Regions from separate parts of the Gossypium hirsutum genome. Here region 2 is linked to region 1. The links are chromatin contacts, called in public Hi-C maps. All regions are on one chromosome and are shown on one strand. Each heading gives the region's core, a stretch centred on a gene start, on an enhancer-like site or on the middle of the called end of the contact. The rest is flanking DNA. Distances are from core to core; before and after follow the strand shown. Region 1 holds the start of LOC107961715 (importin-5). Region 2 holds the start of LOC107961717 (pentatricopeptide repeat-containing protein At5g16640, mitochondrial).

What was found. Hi-C and Micro-C count contacts between places; a contact is called where the count stands out from the background.
Region 2: a contact with region 1 is called in a Hi-C map of leaf, with 1.7 times the contacts expected there. The contact joins the promoter of LOC107961717 here to the promoter of LOC107961715 in region 1. A contact is called at or near these places in 9 of 34 Hi-C or Micro-C datasets (anther, callus, hypocotyl and 1 more).

The regions. Positions count from the first base shown.
Region 1 is chrA06:44,282,476-44,288,486 of Gossypium_hirsutum_v2.1, reverse strand. LOC107961715 (importin-5) reads right to left here and starts at 2,947. Exons shown (of 21, transcript XR_005928778.1): 1 at 1,495-2,947; 2 at 1,042-1,245; 3 at 5-109.
Region 2 is chrA06:44,597,999-44,604,009 of Gossypium_hirsutum_v2.1, reverse strand. LOC107961717 (pentatricopeptide repeat-containing protein At5g16640, mitochondrial) reads left to right here and starts at 2,214. Exons shown (of 4, transcript XM_041115400.1): 1 at 2,214-2,567; 2 at 2,953-3,047; 3 at 3,374-3,498; 4 at 3,908-4,299. The coding sequence starts at 2,214. The coding sequence ends at 3,945.

The DNA.
Region 1 (6,011 bases), core at 1,698-4,197:
ATACCTGTAAAAGTACAAGCAATTTGCTGACTATTCCATCCAAGTAAGGTGTTAAAATTTCTGGAGTGCAGTTCTCACTAAAGTTGAGTACAGCTGACGCAGCATGGGCCTGTTCAGACAAATTACATGACAAAAGAGTTATTCATATTATACAGTAAAATGTTGAGGTAAAAAAAAGGGACATAGAATAAGAATATTAAACTTTTACACAAAGAGAATAAGCTCGTTCAACTACATGTAAGTAGGCATATTCTATCCATCTATAAACTGGGACAGTGGAACTATCAATAAATCCACATCTACGTGAAGACTTGAAGATGGTTTTTTCTCCATTATCCACAAAATATTCAGGAGATTACACCTTCACAACCAGTTATGAGGCTCTTACAGTAAAGAAGCTAGCAACAGTTAACATCCAAGTTCTGTTTCATCTTTCAAGAATAGGTAGACATAGAATTGTATAACGAAATTTAAAAACTATTCCCATTATTTAAGAAATCAGTGAGTGTTAGAAAATTTAGATAACAACCACCAGTGAACTCTGATGAGTGATAAAATAATTCGATAGTAACCAGTTGAAATGTTCCAAACTGGAAAAAACATGTTAATTCTTATTATATAATATGAAATTTGTCAACTACAAAGATACCGATATAACCAAATAAGAACATATACACTCGGATATATTTTACCTAAAGCAAGCCACACAACCAGAACAACACCAGGCATATCCACAGACAACTTAAGAATCAGGTCATTATTGGAAAGGAATTGAATGTTGTTGGGTTCAGGGGAGAGAAGGGAGTGCTGATTATACCACAAAAACAGAGATAAAGATAGGATGAATAAAATACTCTATCTAAAGTGCAATGCATATTAGTGAATTATGTCACCAGCCTACAGCGAATTTCAGCTTGTTTCTCTCTACTTAAAGATTGAAGATTACATAAGCATCCACATCACAAAGTAAAAAAAATATTTACATACTTTCAAAATTATAATCTAGAATCATGAAAGCAAAATTATATATCTCGGACTAACCTGTACTCGTGGATTCTGAAAATCATCCATAGCGCCAGCTAATGCAGGCAATACTCTTTGGTGATATTGGTTTTGCAAATCTGGTCCTAAGTCGGTAGACAATTGCCCAATTGCATTAATAGCTGCCCACCTTACACGAGGATGAGAATCATGAAATGAGTTCAAAACCATGGAAACCACTTGTTCCAGATTTTTAATCATAACCTGCAAGTACAGCAACAAATAAATTTAAAAAAAGAAAAAGAAAATAAACATCTTCCTAATTTTTTACTCAACCATGAAACATAAGGCATTTTTTCCTTTCAAAGCTGAATTAGCCATGCCATTAGGCTATAAAAAAATATGTTTGAATCCACATGCACTAGACAGAATTCCACCCCATTGTTAGTAAACTTACAACACCATAAACCAAACTGAATAACCACATTAACAAACGATGATTAATAAGTGTACCTTGGCACACCCCTCAGCAATCTGAGCAAGGGCAATTAGTGCAGCATGATGCTTTTGCCACTCAGAAGCAGCCAAATAAGCAGGCAACTGCTCAGATGCAACAGGAACAATTGTGTTCCCACCTAAGGAAATTGCCAAACGATCCAAACACTCCTGTCCGACACTGTAATTGCTGGTCTCTCCAGCATCCTCATCCTCAGATTCTGCTGTGTGCCATGCTGCATCATCCTCAATATCTAACAGCATTCTCATCAATATTGCAAATAACCTACTAATAAATTGCGGCAACTTCCGCATCATTCCAGGAGCACGCTCCCTTGCTTCCGCCAAAGTCACCACAAATTCAATCGCCAAATGACGTGTCCCTTCCTCAAGAGATTCTGCCTCTGCAATCTGCAGCATCGAACCCACTACATCAACAAGCTGCCTCCTAAGAAACCGTGGCTCGGTACCTGCCAACTCGATCAACAACTCAAGTGCCTCCTGAGCAGTGGCCTCATTCCCGTTATTTAAAGCCTCTGTCAAGGTCCTCATCATTGCTGGCAAAAGATCCTGAAACCTATCCCGATCGGATGAGCTGGTCAAACATTGAATAAAGTTGATGACCGCATTCAACGCAGCAATTTTGACATCGGCATTAGAACTTTCACTCAGGCACCTCAAGAACACAGTGTGTAGATCCTTTATAAAAGGAGTCAACACATCCCCAATATATTGACTCAGCTGCGCAAATATCAAAAAAGCAGACTCCTGTAATTTAGGGGAATCCGAAGAGACACACTGAAACATAAACGGCAAGAGCTCTGGCCACCCATTCTCCGGCAAAATACTGGAAGCAAGCTCCGCAACAGTATCGCACAGCTTTTTAGATAAATTTTTGGTGGTTTCCACTTGGATTTGAGACAGAATCACGGATTTGAGGGAAGACTGTGTAGAAATGTTGAGGCGAGGCCAGATATAGGAGTCGTCACGCGTCAACAACTTACGGAGGAGAATAGCTGCCATGGCGCGAGTCTCGGGCTGAGTGCAGACTTGGAGAAGGTGGGCGAGGCGAAGGCAGAGGGCGTCAGGGTCCGATTGCTTGCATAGATTAAACAAGGCCTCAGCGTGAGAACGTTGTTCGTTTGATGATGACATCAAGTGGGAGACTAGGGTTTCAAATGGAATCGGGTCAGGTCCTAGGATGAGGGCGAGCTGCGATTGCTGGTCCATGGCGGCGAAGGAGAAGGAGGAGGAAACGGAGACGGAGAAAATGATGAAATTGATTCCTTTGTCACCTCTTCGTTAATGCTTTTGCTCTGTGTTTTGTTGGGCGTCTTCTTGAGTGGGAGTGTGGGGGAAAATAAGGGATTTTAAGAGAGAGAAAACTAGGGCTGACAAGAAAAAAAAGGGGGCTGGATTAGCTGTAATTTTACGTGTCATGATTATTAATGTGAGTACCCACTTCCTTTCTTCTTTTCTTTTTTCATTTTTGGAGGGAAAAATAAAATACTTACTCCTACAATCCTACTAAACCACTAACGGGATGTCTGCTGTGAGCTTTGGAAAAAAAAAACTTAGGACGGATTTTACCCATTCAACAAGGTACAAGTTAAAATTGATATATTTTCATATTTTTTTGGTATTCTCTAGTAATAATTGGTATAGCTTTATAATTTTTGTAATTCTTCAAAAATTTCGATAATTTCTCATCGGTTTTAATATTTCCTCGTCATTGGCATTTAATAGAATTTTTTAATACGTTCTAATAATTTTCGAAATTAAGATTTGATACGAGAAATAATTTTGATATAAAAACATATATTATTTTTAAATATTAAGAACTGTTAAGGGGAAATTGTAACTGTAAATTATGATAAGTTTTAAATCATTATAGATTAGTGTGATGGTCAAATAATTTGTGCATCCGTTTTGAATTTGTTTTCGGTTAATAATGATTATAAAACATGAACTTGTAATGATGGTTGATATGAACAATCATTTGAAAATGGAATATTTTGTATGCATATGAAATATGATAACTGACAGCATGTGAAAGATTATACAAACCGATTATACGAGCTTTAAAGGCTTGTCTAAAAATGACACAAAACAAATGATTCAAGAAGGAAATGTGAAAATGAATTGACTTGGTGAAATGCATTGGCATATAATTGAATTATTGCAATGATAGGAAACTTGGTATTCTATGCTAATATGAATTTATCAATTAGCATAAGGTATGCATTTTGGATAGATTTGACATGAATTGAAAATTGTTATTGTTGAAAACTAATTCATGATTTTAGTGTAAGTCTAACATGCTATGTTGATTTGAAACATAAAAGTACCACTGAGCTTTATCGCTTAACGTACGGTTTGTTTATTCTATGCATAGGTACTAATAGATCTCAAAGACTCGAGGAGTGATCCAGCATTCAAACCGCAACTCTCATCTTAGCAAAGTTTGTATAGTTTCTTTATGCTTCAATATGTGGCATGTACCCAAAATTGAGTCGGTTTTAAGTAGTAAATTGTTGATTTGGTGTTTTAGATATCATGGTTAGTTTGATATATGATACATGAGTTGTATATGATATATATATATATATATGTAAGTAGCATAAGGTTTAAAATAATGTAAATATGTTAATGTTCATATTACAGAGTTGTTGTGATTTTATGTTCAAGGAAGTTATGAAAGCAGTAGGTGACGTCACGATGAAAAATCAACAGAGAGTGACATCACAACTATGGACCTTCGATGTCATGACATCAACTCGATAGTTTTAAAATTGTTGCATTTTAGTGTTAGAGTATGCCCAAAGACCAATCATGAGATGATTGTAATCACATACTCATTTTACCTTGTTTTCTAATATAATGCATTGCCATTATTATTTCAGTTTCTTTTTATGTATGCACGAATAAAGTATTTAATAATAAAGTCCTAAGAATAATATGATTATTCTTAAAAGGTCCTTAGTCAAGTATTATAGTGGGCTTGGACAATGATAATGCATTGAGACTAATGTGTAGTTGATTAATGATGAAGTGTTGTCATTGACATAGGGATGTCAAAACTGATACGCGAGTATGTGTTAGAGAACAACATACTGGACTGACTTGCTATGAGTATTGTTATTGGATTATTATGTAATAGTCACAACATTACTCATAGTGATAATTATGTATATGATCCTTAGACTTGAGATCATCATTGTCCCAACATAGTGAGTTGTATATTTTGACACAGTCAAACGTCTACCATAACAGGTTATACTATAAAGACTGATGTTGGGTATGTCACAATCTATGTAGAGGAATATGGTTGATCAAGATAGGATTTGTCCTTCTTACATAATACGAGTAATATCTTAGGCCTCTTGATGGAGTGAGATTAAAAATGCATGGCCATGCTCGAATCAGTTGATATAAGATATCACACTTATTTTTTTATAGTAGTCTACTCAGAATATCAAGAAAGATGATATTGGACTATACAAGTGTGACAATTTCATCACTTGTGTCCAATCTAGATGTTAAGGATAAAAGCATATAATACATGAAAAGATTATCACAAAAAGGTAATGTCGAATCACGACTTCTTGCAACTTGGTTATCAATGATGCATTACTAGATGCCACTCATTGTTTATAATATTAGAGACATTATAATATTATTATTAACTTTACAAGAACCTACAAGGTCACACCCTATAGTTGAAGCAAACTGAATCCAAATACATTTGGTATTGTATTTAGTTGTCACATGAATTAAATTAATTATTGAATTAATTTAATTCGATAGTTAAATATTTAGCACATTATATGTACAAACTTGTTGTACACAAATAGAGAACATAGATAAAATTAATATATGAATTTGATTCAAACAAAATATTAATTATATATAGTTTATCAAAATTATTAATATAAATAGTTATAATAATTAATTTCGGTCAAAATATAGAAGGACATGAAAGTTGATATTCTTTAGGAAATAATATAATTTGTTTTTCTAACTTTCTATTTGTTTCTCTAATAATAAGGGAATAATCTCGTTTTATTTCTGATATGTGATATTAAAGAAAATAAAAGATATCAAAAAAAAATAAAAGGAATATAATCCATTAGTGTGTTAAGGTTACCAAGAAAAACAATATCTAAAGGTCTAACAGCCATTTTTGATTTTTCTCTCTAAAAAAGTTTAAGAGAATTTTGTTGTTCATACTTTGACTGGGTGAATTACGTAGAGGTCGAAACGTTACTGTTGCAGCTTGGGATCGACATCGTTCAAAGGAATCATATCAACAACGTTGTTCGTCGCTTTTCCAGTTTCGAAAAAGGTATATTTTCGACCCTTGTTTCAACCTGGTTCATTCCTCGTACATGGATCCATGGTTGATGATCACCAGAATAATTTTCCTCCTATGCCACGGGGTGTACCACGATCCAACATTTAGTCCTTAACCAATCTCAATTTATCGAAAGAGCTTTCGTAAGCTCATTTAAATCCTAGATTCAATTATATAATGC
Region 2 (6,011 bases), core at 965-3,464, 320 kb before region 1:
TCGACGATTGAGGTGGGCAAGGGCGTTGCAGGGTCGTTAACTTCAATGACCAACAGTTAAAGTTAATGGTTAAAGGGCCTTTTTGATGCATTTTATATTTTTATTATGATTTTTTATAAAATTTTACAAATTTTTATAATTTTTTTCTAATTTTTAATATTTTTATTAAAATTTAATAATTTTTAAAACTATAATTTAATTTAATTTTTTTGGCCACATGTCACGTCGTGGTTGTGACATAAGGTGGCTTTAACTAAAAAAAATTAGGGGTAGTTAACTTTAACAATCAACTGTTAAAGTTAATGGTCAAATGGCCTTTTTTGACAATTTAAGTACCCAATTGAGTGCAAATTCAAAAGGCAGGGGCTTTAATACTTTTTTTTGAAAAGTTTGAGAGCCTTTTGATACATTTTAAAAATTTAAATACCCAATTGAGTACAAAAAAATATAAGTACTTAATTGCTTTCTTTAAAAAATTTAAAAATTTTTTACACCCTTAAACCTACTTAAATATAAAAAAAAATATAATACACGCTTAATCATTTAAACCCGTGTCTTCCTCATTATTACAACAACAAAAACAAATCTAAAATTCTCACGTTAAATAGATGCAATAATAAAAGAGATCAACTTTCACATTGTCAAAGTTTGCCAAGTTGACCAGACCAAATTTGTGCCTAACACCGTCCACTAGTTATTATATATACATATATGTAAAAGGGAAAGATAAAATAAAATGATGACAATGGATAAGCAATTAAGCATGTGAATTTCGTGCTTAGTCTAAAATTTACCAATATAATGTGAAGCCAAAAACCTAGTATATATTGCAGCGCATGTGACATTCATTATTTTATATATGGCAGAAAATAGGAACCCCACCGACCAACTCCCACTATGTGTTTTAGGATATTTCAGTTCATATTTCGCATTCTTCACTGTCGGAAATTTTACTGCAAATATACATGTGATGGAGTTTAAAGGAAGGAAGGTAGTCAAATAGTGTGTATGGTGTGAATGTATTCTTTAGATTTGTTAGTGATAAATATTAATATTGATTGTGTTTCGTGTATTATTTTAAATTTATCAATATTTTAAATATTTTATATATCTTATATATAAAATATTTAATTGAATTAGATATAATTCAATTGAAAAAAATAATAAAAATATTATATTAATAAAGTTATATAAATAATTTAATTTTTTAAATAAAATAAAAAAAATTGTATGACAATCTTGCCAACGCAATCAAAATCTCATTAACAATTTTTATTTTTATTGTATGAATAATTATTATTATTATCTTTAAAAAATCATCGCTTAAACATTTCTATTATATTATTTTTATTTCTTTCACCTAGTATACCATAGTAATAATATTATATACATGCAAATATACCTTAATTGCATGCATATAAATATAGTTATATGCAAAAATATAATAAAGTTCAATAACTTAATTTAATGATTATATATATTTTTAAATATAATTATAAAAATATTTAAGTTAAAAAATATTGAAAATTTAATTAAAATAGTAAATTTTGTGTTGATCAATACGTACTGATACAAATTAATATTAGCAAAAAAGTGGAACATATATAGTAACTGATTGAAACTATTTGATACCAATTGAAGGCTGAAAAGGAACGTAATGGCCAATACGACCTGTATCGAAACGATAAAATTATCGGTTTTTGGGTTGCCCATAAATGTGGCAAAAATATATGGGCCACAACTGATCAATTCAGGCCCATCCATTTTCATTTTTCTTCCTGGGTTCAAAATATAGGGTCTGTTTGATAGGGGAAAATATTTTCCGGAATTGGTTTTCCCCATTTTCCAGTGTTTGATTGGAGGAAAATATTTTCCTTTTGGAAAATCAACTCCAAAACACGGGAAAATGCCTTACAATTTTGGGAAATTGTCTTACCGATTCAATCTCCGTAAGACATTTTCCTAAAGCTCTCATGCATTCTTCTCCCTTCATCCAGTAAGCTTCCTTCATCCATTCTTCTCCCTTCATTCCTTCAAATTTCCGTTCTTGAAAGCTTCATTTTGGTTCAGAACTGGAAACCGCTGCTGGTACGTTGCAATTCTATTTTTCGACGGTTACTTCGTTTATTTTTCATTTCTTTTTTGCTTTTATGCTCCGTTTATTTTTCATTTCTTTTGGCTGTTACTGTCGCTGCCATTTCTGCTTTCAAATGATGGGTAAGCTTCATTCTTCTTTTATTCTTCGTTCGATTGTTAATGCTGGAAGCCATCTTTCTAATTTCCACTCTTTTTCTTCTTCTTCTAACACCATTGCTACCCACATCGACTGCCTAAGTAAGAAACCCATGTCCATGCCTGTTAGAGGAAAGGGAAAAACAGACCACTGCTTCGATAATGTTGATCATGCTTTGAGTTTGTTCAATAAGATGATTGAAAAGTACCCAAAGCCTTCAATTGTGGAATTCACTAAATTATTTGCAACCATTGTTAGAATGAAACATTATGTCATTGTTGTTTCTATGTGTAGCCAGATGGAATTATTAGGCGTTTCCCATGATGTTTATTCTGTGAGCATCTCGATTAATTGCTTTTGTCAATTAGGTCGAATTGATTTTGGGTTTTCTGTTTTGGGGAAAATGCTGAAGTTAGGTGTTGAGCCTGATGTTGTAATTTTTTCAACTTTGATTAATAGGCTTTGTAATCAAAGTAATATTTCTGTGGCCGTTTGTGTATTCGATATAATGTTCGATATAATGTTTTCTGGAAAAAGGATTGATCTTTATGGTTGTATTATCTCTAGTAATCTTTTGTAAATATAATGTTTCCATCTTTGTTGTTGATTTATATTCTGCCCTCTTTATACATAATGTTCTGTGTAGAGAATGAGTGTATATGTTGTATCCTGTTGAATGGGAATATATAATTGAACCTATTTTACTTTTCTTTTCCCAGTTGGTTGTGGAAAGAATGTTGGCTTCTGAAGGAATAAAAGGGATAGAATTGGGCAGAGATGAATTTGAAAAACGAGTTTGGGAGTGGAAAGAGAAGTATGTCTTCCCTTAAATTATTTGCATACTTGGTTTTTCTGCTGTTCTTTGCTGATTTTGAATCTGTTACTTTGTACATATCATCTATTGTGTTTTATTTGCTTGAGGGGTTCTCCACAACTTCAATAAATTCTACTTCTTCTCCTTCCAAATACTGATACTTATGGAGTTTTATTGCTTTAACCCGTTGCTTAATTTCTGGTGTTTATTGTTCATATTTGACCATACTTCCAAGTTTTCTGGCAATCTTTTTTCTTTGTGCATTATATAGTAGTTTTAGTTTTATCTTTTCATTTAATTATTATGGTTCATTTATTTTATGATAGGTTTCGACCCCGCATTCTTATTGATGTTAACAAGATTGACATGACCACCACTGTCCTGGGATTTAAGATTTCAATGCCTATCATGATTGCTCCGACTGCTATGCAGAAAATGGCTCACCCTGAAGGTATGAATGTTCTGGTTTTTTAGTACCCTTGTTATGAGATTGTTTGAGCAACTAATGTTCACATATCAGATTGAGCACAGTCGTCTTTGGTTGCTGAGTATGCTTAGACTTGCATGATGATTTACATTGCAACTCTGGATATTTCCTGAAACAGAACAAATTTGTATACGAATGATTTCCAGATGCGAAGGAGTGAATAAAATGTAAAATTTAACTTTCGTATGCAGACATAGCATCAATTCTTACTTATGATGTTCATGGACTATGCCATAGAAGTCAAACAAATCAGCTTAAATTCCATTGCTTACTATCATGTTTCACTTTGCTAACTGATATTTAGCATGTTTATTTTCTCATTTGATCATAATATTCTATCTTCCTGATGTACATGGTATTACTCAATGTGCAGATTCCTCACTTGAGACCTGCGGAATACAAGAGGTCTAGGTTACCTAGGAACAGGAGGACTGTGAACCGTGCCTATGGTGGTTTTGAAGATTCAGAAAACAAAGGAAAATGTTTCATCAAAGAGCCAGTTCAACCGATAAAAGATTCATTATGACAGGAAGTAACAACGTTGTTTCTGATTTTTGTTTTTTTCTTCTAGTTCTACGCATTTTCAAACATCTCTTGTACAAGTAAACTTCATAAATAAACTTCATAAATAGAGAAAGAATCAAGACACCGCATGTTGTATCAAGATATTGATACTTTTATGTGGTGTAATATTATGCACTTGGACAATGTTGTTACTATGTGGTGTACTACTAATTATGTATTTGGATAATATTATTTCTAGTACTCATTGTGGTTTCGAAGCAATTTATAATTATTCAATACTTGTTTTTTAACACAATTACAAATAATTTATTTGATATTAGTTTTTTTCAATTTATAACCATTAATATTGTAGCTTAATAATTGAGTATTATTATAAATAAATCATTGCAATATATGTAAAATAATTTAAAATATAAAAATTTATTAATATATATTAATATATGTAAAAACAACTTTTCCGGAAAATATTTTCAGGAAATCTGTCAAACAGCAGAAAATATTTTACACAGATTCAATCAAACACCAGAAAATATTTTCCAGTAAATCATTTTACAGAAAAGTAAAACATTTTCCAGAAATCATTTTACGGAAAATATTTTACTGGCAATCAAACAGACCCATAATTGAAAAATCCTTTTTCACTTAATCAGATATATGGTTTAATATTAGGGAATTTCATATCTCCTCCTACGTTATAAAAGAAGATAATTAAGTTATTGTATCAATATCTTTATTCTGAATTTTAAGATTTTTATTTGAATTTAATTTTTTTAAGATAAAAATATTGATGTGACATTAAAATATTAAAAAAAAGGATACAAATAATGTAGTGTCACTGTTATTGTTTCATACAATCCTTCCTCATTAAATTATTAATAAACACGTAAATATAAGTTCTTAATTTGTTGAGTACAAATTACTGTAGAAATTTATTAATATCATATTTGCATATTAAGTTATTAATGTTAACTATTCTAATTTTCCAGTAATTAATTTATTAATTTTAATATTTAGATTAAAGTTGATTTTTTAGATAACTTAATTTAATAATATTTTTTTTATTTCTCCTTCAAAAATATAGTTGAAGGTTCAAAACTAAAACATAATATAATATTTATCATAAAATAAAAAATCAAATCATAATAAAGTTAAATAATAATTACCTTATTATTTAAATAATATTTAAATTATATATTAAATTTGAATTTAATATTTATCATAAAAATAAATATTATTATCATAAAAATAAATAAACATTAAATTTAATATTATTAAATTAAAATTGTGCAATGGATTAATGGCTTAAGGATGTAAAAAACTCTTGAATTTTTTCCAAAAAAAAAGAAACAGAATTAAGTCCCTATCTCTTCTTCTTTTCACTCAATTGAGTATTTAAATTGCCCAAATGCCATTTGAGTGGTAACTTTAATAGTTGACAATTAAAGTTAGGACACCCTCATTTTTTTAGTTAACGTTGTCCTGTATCACATTATGATTTTGGCACATAATGGAAAAATGATAAAAAAGAAAAAAATTATAAAATTTATAAAATATAAACAAATATAAAAATTAGAGAAAAATATTTAAAATATTTTAATATAAAAATTATAATAAATTTATTAAAAATATATAAAATTGTTATAAAATATAAAAGTATAGAATATTTATAAAAAAATGTAAAAAATCATTAAAATATGTAAAATATGGAAGGATCCATTACTTCACTGATTCACTCCCCTGAATTATATTCCATCAGTGACAAGTAAAACCCCATATTTTACATCTATTTTAAAACTAATATACTTCATCAATAGTTGGCCTTATACTTTCCAACGACCACTGGTCACTTCCGATGGTTCTAAGCTCTGATTTTTGAAGATCGGTTGTTCCATTGAGTTTCCGGCCCTGTTTTTTTTTATTCCCTCTCCTTCCCAAACCTGGTTTAGGGGAGA